2 separate regions of the Ovis aries genome follow, and region 1 is linked to region 2. A link is a contact called in public Hi-C data. All regions are on one chromosome and are shown on one strand. The core of a region is the stretch at or near the end of the contact, and the rest is flanking DNA. Distances in the headings are between cores, read along the strand shown. Region 1 overlaps BCL9L (BCL9 like). Region 2 holds the start of DDX6 (DEAD-box helicase 6).

Region 1 (5,507 bases), core at 1,851-4,350, 110 kb before region 2:
GAGCCTCTGCCCCTCCCTTGCCCCGGGCTAACCCCTGGCCCTTGCCCCCGCTGGGGTACCAGGCTTTTGGCACTCCTTTCTCCCAGAGCTTTGAGCGGGTGGGGTGGGCGGGGGTGGGCTGTGGTTTCCTGTGTTGGCTGTTTGTGCCTGGCCCAGAGTGCCCGCCGCCTGCCTGGGCTTCCTGCCCTGTCTTGTTTCCTTGTGCCCCCCACCTCCTCCCCCGCCTCCCCCCTGGGGGGAGGGAGCAGCCAGGGATTGGGCAGTAGCCTTTGGGGGCACCCCACTGCCAGGCTATGACTGCTTATTGAGGCCTGGCCACAGGGGCCCTGGCTACGGGAGCCAAGTGAGGCGACCTCCAGCTTGTCTAAGCAATGCTGCTTAGCCTGGTGGTCCCCACAAGGGCAGAATCCACCGCTCACCCCGAAGCACCCTTCAAAGACCCCAGACTGGAGGGTCTGGGGCCAGGAATTTCCACGTCCCAGCAGGGCTGGGGTTGCCAGACATCACCCTGGGGCTGCAGGTGGGGTGGGGCTGGAAACTCCCAGACAAAAATGGTTGATTTGCATGGTCTCCTTTGGCAGGAGGTGGGGGGAAGTGGGGAGAGCTGCTAGGAACCAGGGTGAGGGGAAGGCCCCCCAACCCTGGAAGTCCCCACACAGAGGGTCCCCAGCAACACCTTGGTTCTTGAGCAGATTTCCTGCTGGGCGAGGAATCCTTGACCTCCCCACCCAGCTGAGTCACCATCTCAGGAAGAGGAAGTGACCTGGGTGATAGAGGAGAGCTTCTAGGGACCCTGGAGAAAGGGGACTCAGGACCTCGTTGTCCTGGGGGCTGCCTCTCCCTAGGTCAGTGGCCGAGGATCCCACCCCTAATACTCCCAGCAGGTCTCTGTTCTTTCAGCCACACAGGGTTCCTAGCTGCCCATTTCCTCTCTAGGGGTGTCTGCCCACTGCCTATGGAAGCATGGACCCTCCAAGCAGTGTTCTCAGTGCCCCTTTGCGGTGGTTTTGAGCTGGGCTTTGAGACTGGTGTGCTGGTAGGCAAATCAAGCAGAGGCTCCCAAGCTGGGAGCTGCTAAACAGAGGCAAGTGGCCATGCTGTGTGCTATACCTGTGGCAATTCTGTGCTGAGCAGGGAGCTGGCCTGTCCCACCTGGAGGCCCTGGGCATCCATCAAAGCCTTCCTGGTCTCCCTCCCCCAGCTGAGGTCAGGTCCACTTTGACCAATAGGTCACTGCTTCTCCCCTGCTCCCGGCCCTGCCTGACCCTCAGTGTTGCACCGGGAGGGCAAGATCTCAGGCAGGCTTTGTCTCAGCAGCCTCCTGGGCTCCATTTTTATGGGCCTGCTCCTGGCCTTTCACTCAGGTGACTGTCACCTGCTTCGTTTGTGAGCATGTCACTGCTCCCCACCCCACCCCATCCCCTAAGAGGAGTCCAGGTCTGTGTTCGCAGAGCTGCATCCCTTTCACCCGTCTCAGGGGGCTCCTGGCCTGGTGCCAAAAAGCTCCCCTCACTTTGTTTGTTCCTGCCTCCATCGCCAAGGCTTTCCAGGTCTCTTCCGGGGACTCTAAGTACATAGAGAAGGAGGGTCTCTGTGATCTGGGGCGGGCTGCTGAGGGGCAAAAGGGGGAGGTGTGAGATGGGAAAGTCCTGACTCATCTGTACTTGACTCAGCTCGTCCTGCTGGGTGGGATCGAGGGGGTGGAGTCCTAGAGGGGAGGGCGACTGGAAGATTCTTCTGGAGAGGAGCCTTGGCCCCACTGGTTACCCTGGACAGGATGAATTTTCTAACAGCCCCTTCCCACGTTACTAAATGCCCCGGTATTTGAAGCTGTAAACAGAGGAAAAAGTGGGTAGCCTTTGCCCTGCTGGAAGCCCGTCTGTCTGATGCAGGCACAGACAAGGCGTCATGACTGGAGGGGAGGACACTGCGGTGTAGGGGAAACACCGGCGGAACACGGTCTTGGTAGGCCCCTGTAATGGTCTTGCGACCCAGGGGCCTCTGACTTCTTTCTCCCAGATCTCAGTTTCCTCATTGTGAAATGGGGATAGAAATACTGCCGTGGCAGGTGGTTGGTAGTTTTGAGGATCAGCGAGGTGGGGAAAGGGGAAGCCTGGGACACATGTCAGTCATGGGCCTGCCCCTAAGCCCAGGTGCCCTCCGGCTCTCCCCACCTCACCTCTCCCCCAACGTGATGCAAGCCTGGGGACTGGCCGCCGGCTGCTGTTCAGCCAGGCCTGGAACCGGAGGAATCTTCCGCTGAGAAGGCCAATGTGCCCTGGGGTTAAGTTAGGGTGAGACTCCCACAGGGTCCCTGGTGTGGCCCCCTCGCCGCCCCCCAGGTCCCAGCTCGGCCTGCAGCAGCCCGCCAGGGAATGTGCCCCGGTGTCTGGCGGGGCCTGTTACCGGGACGGAGCTCCAGGCCCAAGGCTCCTCCCCTCCCCCACCCCTTCCTTGGATCTGCGGGAGGGGCGGGGGGACAGGACCGGGGGCAGTCGGGTGAGGCTTCCGTGTTTGTGTAAGTCTGCTGGTTGGTGTATCTCTGGCCCCGTGTGTGTTTCTTTGTCACTACCGGGCTCAGCTTTCTATGGCTCCCTTATTGTCGGGCCTCAGTCTTTTCATCTGTTCAATGAGTCGACGCGCCCCCTCTCTGCCTTCTGGCCGCCTCTGGAAACGTGCGCCCCCGGTTATTTCTGCGCTCCTGCTTCGGCCAGCGCCTTCCTAGCGGTCCCGCACACCTCCGCGGGCCGGCGTTTGAGCGCGCCTCTAGTTTCCTGGGCTCCGTGCGTGTCTTTGTCTCCCCGTCCACGTGTGAGCTGCGAGTGTGTGTGTGTGAGTCCAGAGTTCGGGTGCTGGTGGGTCCCCGGGGCTCCTGCCTGGCGGCGCCCGGTGCAGACCTGCAACCTCGGCCCCGCCGCGGCGCGCGCCAGGCCCCTCGCCGCACTTGGCCGTGGGTCTGTCGGGGCGGCGCGTGCGGGGCCGGGAGAGGCACGCTGCAGCCCTGCCCGTGGCCCGCTCCCCAGCTCGCTGGCTCTGTCGCTCGCTCGCTCTGCCTCTGCGCTCGGGCTCTGCCGGAGGGGGCGGGGTGGGGTGCCGGAGCGGGGGGAGGGGAGGCTCCTGCATTCTTGCGGTCGGGGAGGAATCTGAGCCAGCGTTACTGGTCTCCAGAAGAGCCCAGCTGCAGCCCCGAGGCCCCGCCAGGCCTCTCGCTGCCCGCCCGGGCCTGCTGGGATGGGCACAGGCTAGGCCTCGAGCTGGAGGCGGGGCATCGCCCCCACCTCCAGCCCCCTTCCCGCCCCGGCGCCCGGGGGCAGGGCGCAGCGCTGGGGCGGGGCGCCAGGGGTTCCCCCGCCCCCCTCCCCGGGTGAGGGGCGTGCCTGGGGGCGGGAGTCCCCCCCGCCCCCGGGGTCCTGACAGACCTCTCAGCCGCCCCACGCGGGCACTTTGGCAACCTATCTTTTTAGTGAGTTCGGCCCCTGCGGCCCCGGGGGCCTTGCTAGAGACTGCAAGCTCCCTGAGGGTAAGGTGCGGGAGGGATGGATTCAGACCCCGGCCTGGAATCCTTCCCGGCCGTTCCCACCCTACCCTGTCCAGTACCCTAGTCCCAGGGCTGCTGGGTCCTCCCGTCTCCCCTCCCCTCCTCGCACCCCCTCCCCAAGTCACAAGTTTTCTCTTTGGGGCTTGTTGCTGCAGTCCCTGCTCCAGTACCGAGTACCTGGCTGGGCCCTGGGCACGCACAGGGGCCGTAGCCCCACTGTGTGTGGGAGCCATGAGGATCCTGGCTAACAAGACAAGGTGTGTGGGTGTCGTGGAGGGCGGGACGTGTGTGTGGAGTGAGGGGAAGGGATGGGCCCAGTGCTGATGGGGCTGAACCGTGCAGGCTTGGAGAGCACCCCCCCCCCCCGCAACAACCCCCGGTACCTGGCTTCCGGGCCACCGGTGGGCTAAAGGGGGTCAGAATCGGAAGGCCTGCCCCCAGGCAGGAGCCCACAGCTTTAGCGCCTGAGCCCAGGGGATAGAAGGGAATGGCAAGCGGCTAAGCCTGCTGTTCTAGTCCCTTCCAGTCCTTTCCTCTTAAAAACGGTTCGAGCAGACCCCCGGCGGCCCCGCTGTCGGGTCCGCTGGCGCCCTCTGGCCTCGGTCTAGCTGGGGGTGGGAACTGGAGGGGCGGTGCCTGCCTCCCTCCCCTTCCCCGGGAGAAGCCGGCAGACAGGGCCAGGCGGCAGCAGCAGGACAGCAGAGCTGAAATAAATCTGAGCTGGTGTGGAATGAGGGGGGATAAATATCCTCTCCCGTGATGTGATCTTTCCAGCGGCTATTAATAGGTCTCCGGGGAGGGGGAGGCGGTGGGGGGAGCGGGCTGGAGCTTAAAGGGCCCGCAGCCTAGGCTGCAGGAATCCTTGGCTTCAGTCTTCTCCACGCACCAGTCCCCTCCCCCTCTCCTCTTGCTCCTGCCTGCCGGCCAGACCTGCTGGTGCATCCTCTAAAGGCATTCCCCTCCTGCCCTGGGGAGCTGTCTGGACCAATGAGCCCCGCAGTCTGGTGTGCTTTCTCCCACTTCCCCAAGGGGAAATGGGGCTGGGCCAGGAGCAGTGATTCCCAGGTCCTGGGTTCCTTCCCTGCTGGTGTTGGGACACATGGAAGTTGAGGTTGGGGGCCCTAGGAAGGAGTGTGAAGACAGCAAACCCTTGAAGAGAGAATGCTTAAGGGTTGGTCAGGTGCTAGTGGAGGGGGTTGCCATGGAGGCTTGCAGTCTGAAGGATGCTGGGGCTTAGGGGCCGGGTTGGATTCTGCCAACATAAGGCCCAGGTTTTCATCTGGGAACTGGAGGGTGGAGGAGGTTGCCCCATCTTCATTCCCCAAGTGGAGAAGGGCACCAGCCCTTGTTTGAGGAGCCATGGAGGGAGATAAGGGATAGCTGGTGGTCCTAAGATGCCACTCTGCTCCCACCTCCCCAACCATTAGGTGAGGCAGGATGGGGTGATGAAAATCTAGGCCTGCTACACCCCTGGCACTGCGATTAACTTTTCATGTCTCTTCCACCTCCCAGGTTACCCCACCCCAGGAGGAGAGAAGCTCCAGGGAGCCCGCCGCTGTCCCCCCGCGGCCACTGCCCCCCTGCCCCAGCCAAGCCAATGCACCCAGAAAATAAGTTGACCAATCATGGCAAGACAGGGAATGGCGGGGCCCAATCTCAGCACCAGAATGTGAACCAAGGACCCACCTGCAACCTGGGCTCGAAGGGCGTGGGGGCGGGGAACCATGGGGCCAAGGCCAACCAGATCTCACCTAGCAACTCAAGTCTGAAGAACCCCCAGGCAGGGGTACCCCCTTTCAGCTCGCTCAAGGGCAAGGTGAAGAGGGAGCGGAGCGTGTCTGTGGACTCCGGAGAGCAGCGAGAGGCTGGGACCCCATCCCTGGATTCAGAGGCCAAAGGTACCCCATTTCCTGATCCCTAAGACCCCAGCATCGTCCACCGTCTTAGACACACAGGGGCTGGGAGAGCA
Region 2 (5,066 bases), core at 2,141-4,640:
CCTAAATAATCAGTTTCCAGATTTCAGAATCTTTCCAGCCACACATTATTCTCAAATTAATGAAAGTTAAAGTTGCTGGTGTAAGTAAAGAAAACTGAAGAGGCAAAATTTACAGCTAGAGTTCTCTTAGTGATGACCAGAACATAAATAATCCTGGGACCTGAGGAGGTCAGAAGACACAGGTGAGTTGAGCTAGCTGGTTGTGGTACCCAGGGAAGGGGGAGATGTTATCTGTCAAAAGGAATAAAATTCTGCAGATCAAATGTGGTAGTTTGGGGGAAATGTATTTAAGGCACTCACTTTCCTCCTTGTTTGCAATACTGCTTTCCTACTTTTCAACTTGAGTTTACTCTGGAAGTGGAACATTTATTCCAACAAAGTGTGTTCGGTGTGCTCTCTCAGTGATTAACGATGTCCGCTTTATAGGCATTAACTTCAGCGTAGTACTTGCCCCAGGGCTTACCTGGTGGCTCAGTGGTAAAGAATCCGCCTGCCAAAGCAGGAGACATGGTTCAATCCCCAGATTGGGAAGATCTCCTGGAGGAGGAAATGGCAAGCCACTCCAGTGTTCTTGCCTGGAAAGTCCCATGGACTGAGGAGCCTGGCGGGCTATAGTCCATGGGGTTGCAGAGTCAGACATGAATAAGTACCCATGGCACGCAACTTGCTCTTCTCTGAGGCTATCTTTACTAAGCTCTCGGTAGGCTGATGCTACTTCATTTTCTTCTGGTGTATAAATCAAAGAGGCAAATTTTACCAGTTCTAAAGTCCAAAGAAAATGGTACTTGGCTCTTTGGGTTCATTAGCCTTGGTTAGTAATTATTAGATGTTGCTCAAGCAAAATTGGAAAAGAACTTTTTTGAACTTTCTTTTGGAAAATCAGAACATTTTAATTCAAATCATGAAGGAAGGAAAATGCTGTACTAGAAAGCTTAGCCAGGTGTGACATAGTCATTTTCTTTAGGCTGTGATGTGGGTGAACCTTTTTTCTTCTAGGTAATGAATACATTTGCTTATAGTTTGAGTTTTTTAAAAAAACCATCATGCTTCCTTAAAAAAATCTTACAGAAAGCAAAAGTATGAAACCCATTTTAGCCTGTTGAAAGCATTGGGGTTTTTAGGATAGTATCATAGATATATATATTCCAGGTTTAGATTACTTAGAATTCTAGGTTCTAAATATTATAAATTACAGTTGAAATTTTTTGTTATTTTTCAGTAAATAGTCAAGGACAGGATGTAAAGCTGGCAAACAGTATTCGCTGGGAGGGCCCATTACTATGATTGAATTCCAGGTAGTATTTTTCAGTTGCATCTCATTCTTATACACACACACACACACACACACATCCTGTTGTTTCAAATGGAGATACTGAAAACCTCAATTCTATTTGTGGATCTTTTTCTTTTTTTAAGATATCATTCCTACAGACAGATTCTCCAGGAGCCAGCCAACAATCCAGGCCTAACACTTCAGCTTACAGCTTCATAGTTGAAAAAAGTAGGGGGAAGTGAGAGTGACTACAAACAAAATAAAAATGACCAATACATTTTGGGAAACATTTTATTAGGTGACCTCACTGGGGATAGCACACCCTCGGTAAACCATATTTACCACAGATCCCCCAATATATTATACTCAATATATACTCAAAGGGTTGGATTTATATAATATTTTTAAATATAAATTTCATAATGTGTGTGAGGTGTCATATTTTCTATCATTCTTGTTAATCTGTTTGAATTAGAGAGAAAAAAGGTATTGAGCTACTTGAATTGGATCCATCAATCAGTAAACTGAACAGAGAAAAGATCTAAGGTTTCATAATTTAATTCTATACCATCCATGCTTCTCACAGAGAACTGAAAAGGGCTGACATAAATAACTCAGATGGAAGGAGATCTTATAAAAACATCATGCAGAATCTTTAAAGGTGTTAGCCCTGGCAGGATTCCTAGGTGAGAACAGGCAGCTATTTCATGTTCTACTCTTGGTTGCCTTCTACCCTTTGGTTTTCATCATGACCTGAGCCAGGGCCCCTTTGAAGGTAAGAAATTTATGTGGGAATACAAACCCCTTTCCTTTGGCTGGTCTCATTTTTTGAGAGGTCTAGGGAAAGAGACCGGAGTAGGCTGTGGCCTGTTTTAAATCCCTAGGCTCCTCTCCCTCCTACTCACTTCTTGTCCTCCTCCACTTCACATTCCTGCTACATGGCAAGACAGTGGGGCCTCAGACCTCAACATTTTATTAAACAACCACTTAGCCATTCTCTCTCCGGTGTGGACACAAGATGCTGGTTATTTCCTTTAAATGAGTGGGTTTTTTAAAAGCTGGGTGGGCGACCACATGTTACAAATTCAGAATTAAAAAAAAAAAAAAAACTGTTAAAGGTCCGTTAAAAAAAAAATCTCAAGAACAGCCTTTTAACATTTCTTTAACACCTCTTTTTCGGCTGTGTGGAAATAAAAATGACCACCAATGAGAACAAGTTATTTACTCAAAGCTTGCTACAGTGAGAGCCAGCCACCTTCACTTAGCTGGGGACTCAAACGCCGACAGTTAAAAATAAAGGGGCGGATGGGGATGGGTGAAGGCTTCAGGGTTTGCTCTGATTGGAGGTTAACTCGGGGAAAGCTGGAGGCGGGCTAACTAGAAGCGGGGAGTCTAACGTGATTGGTTTAGGGGAACATATTTGGCTTTCTCTAATTGGTCCAGAGTTGGAAACACAGGCAAAAAGTAGGGAAGCTGGCAGTCAATGACCGAATCTGGCTCATTCTGAGCTGATCACTGCAGAGGTTGTGGTTTGGCTTCGCGTGTTGGTTGCAGCAGAGGTTGTGGGTCGGAGTTCTGTTGTCAACCTATGGTCTGGTCATTGCCTGGTATATTGTCTCTCAGTTGAGAGTGAGACCCAGGTTTTTATTATTCCTTTAACCTAGCCAACTTGCTAGCTTCCGATTTTTGTTTTACCTGGAACAAGATTGCATTCCTGTTATTTCGGTTAAGGATAAACGGAGACATTAGAATATGAAAAGTAATTATGGGAACAAATACATAAATATCTTTCTGATGAGGGTCGGGCTGGGGAAAGAATTACGCTTGGTCTTCTAGTTCATTTCCGTACAGAACTCCTATTCCCATCATAACTGACTCTAGCAGCGTTTCCTTCCTTCTGGGGAGGCTCGGCCTCCCTGGTTCCCTCTCTTTGAGGATTGCCCTTTAGTGCTGAGAAAGCGGGGATCGCTGCTCTAGTCTCCCACTTCCCTCTCCGAGGCTCGCTTTCTGGGTTCCTGCCCCGGTCGCACCCCAGCTACCCAGCACCCCACCCTCGCCCAACTTTCCCACAGCCTTCTCCACCCCTGCCCCCGCCCGCCCGCGCACAGCGCCCCCTGGCCCCCGCCCCGCGCTCTCCCCGGGGTTCTCCCTGCTGCACCCGTCCCGGCAGGTCCCCCTTCCTGTCCCCACACCCGGGTGCGTGCTGGCGCCTCCGGACCACTGGTTCCGCGCGTTCCTGGATGGAGGCGCGCCCCGCAGGGGCTCGGACGCGGCCCCCTTGGACCTGCAGCAGCCTCCCTGGCCCGCGAGAGATGTCAGGTCAGCTGTCTCGTCCCCGAATCGCTACCGGGTCCTTGGTCAGGAATAAGCAGATCCTCCTCGGGTCCCAAGCCCTCGACTTCCACTTTGGGGGGGGGGGGTACTCTTCCCACCCACCATTCCCGGATCATTTCTCCTTAGCTGTGGAAAAGGCAGTTCTCCTTTCTCTTTGAAGGGATCCATATTTCCCTTTCAACTTCCCCTCCATTTCAGCCCCCGCAGACTCCCCGTCGGTGGAAAAACACTGCCCTCCATTTTCTCCTGAGGAAGGCTCCTCGGCCCGGATTTCTCCTGACGCGAAGCAACGGAGGCCGAGGAGCCGCGACGGGTGCAGCAGCGGCAGCTGGGCGCTCGCCATCTTGCGCGGAGGAGGAGCCGCGGCGGCCGCCATGCGGAGAACGGGTGGGGGGGCAGTCGGCGACGGAGGGGGCGGGGGAGCCGAGTTAGCTCAGTCCGGGCGGCGGCTTCGGCGGCGCCTTGAGAGCGGGCAGCGGCGGAGGTAGGGCTGGCCGGCCGGGGAAGCGAGCGGGCGGGCGAAGGCAGGCCGGCCTGAGCGGCCCCCCGAGCGGGGGCGGGGCGGGGGCGGGAGGAGGCCGAAGCGAGGGGCCGGGTGGGGGCGGGCGGAGGTTTCCGAGGAGGAAGGAGCCGCCGCCATTTTGGGAGCTTCGAGTCAACAATAAAGGACCGAGGGTGCCGAGCGGGAGTGGCCTCGGTGGTAGGACTCGGGCCTGAGCCGCGGGGAGAGGGGTGAGGTGGAGGGGTGGCGGTCTGCCGTGTCGCAGGGGCTGCAGGAAGCCCCCAGGCTGGCGTGGGGGGCGCTCTGAGGCGGAGGCCTGAGGCCTGGCCGGGCCTTGGGGAGGAAGGCGGGCGGCGGGCGCCAGCTGTGGGGTGGGGACGCCGGGAGGAGTAGCATAGAGCAGTGTTGTGCCCGGCGGGGTCCGGAGGAAGAGCGGGAGAATTCCTCAGAGGAGCTTTGTGGGTGACGAGGGAGGGTGGGACCGTAGGGGGCGGCAAGGACTTAGGGAGATGGTGGAGGTTATAGGGTACGAGGCGGCCCTATAGGGGGCGGCAGGGATATGCTGTAGCGGAGGGCTCAGTTTGGAAGAGGACCGACTGCTTGACGGAGTAAGGCCTTGCAGGTCGATAACGGGGTGATTATGGAGCCTCCGAATGTCGGAGGAAAGAAGGGGCTGTCGGACTTAAAGGTTTCTCTTTTGGGGGAATCCCTATTGTTTCCTAGCTGGGGAGCTGGTTCTCTGCTCTGGTTGCGCAGATGCGATTGCAGGGCCCCAACCCTTTTGTGTTTATGGGCCCAGGGAGCTGACTTGAAGTGTGTAGGGGTTTTGGAGGGGGATATGAAGGGGAGGGAAACAAGAAGTTATTTGCTTGCAAATCAAAATCATTAGCTTCTTTCCTTTATCACTCACTCCCCTTTTTCTTTCTCAGTCCCCTTGCCCCTTCAAAATAGAACAGT

What was found. Hi-C and Micro-C count contacts between places; a contact is called where the count stands out from the background.
Region 1: a contact with region 2 is called in a Hi-C map of hypothalamus, with 2.2 times the contacts expected there. The contact joins the enhancer-like site here to the promoter of DDX6 in region 2. A contact is called at or near these places in 2 of 16 Hi-C or Micro-C datasets (blood and hypothalamus).

Annotation. Positions count from the first base shown.
Region 1 is chr15:29,236,289-29,241,795 of ARS-UI_Ramb_v3.0, reverse strand. It overlaps BCL9L (BCL9 like), which reads left to right. Exons shown (of 9, transcript XM_042232716.1): 3 at 5,051-5,436. The coding sequence starts at 5,136. Among named protein-coding and RNA genes, the nearest start is that of BCL9L, 14 kb to the left of the region's middle. Within about 2 kb of position 3,100, at least 31 of the 54 cell types and tissues checked have an H3K27ac peak or open chromatin away from gene starts, as enhancers often do. A contact at or near this core is called in hypothalamus, where this site is marked.
Region 2 is chr15:29,127,698-29,132,763 of ARS-UI_Ramb_v3.0, reverse strand. DDX6 (DEAD-box helicase 6) reads left to right here and starts at 3,390. Exons shown (of 15, transcript XM_042232709.1): 1 at 3,390-3,592; 2 at 3,806-3,994.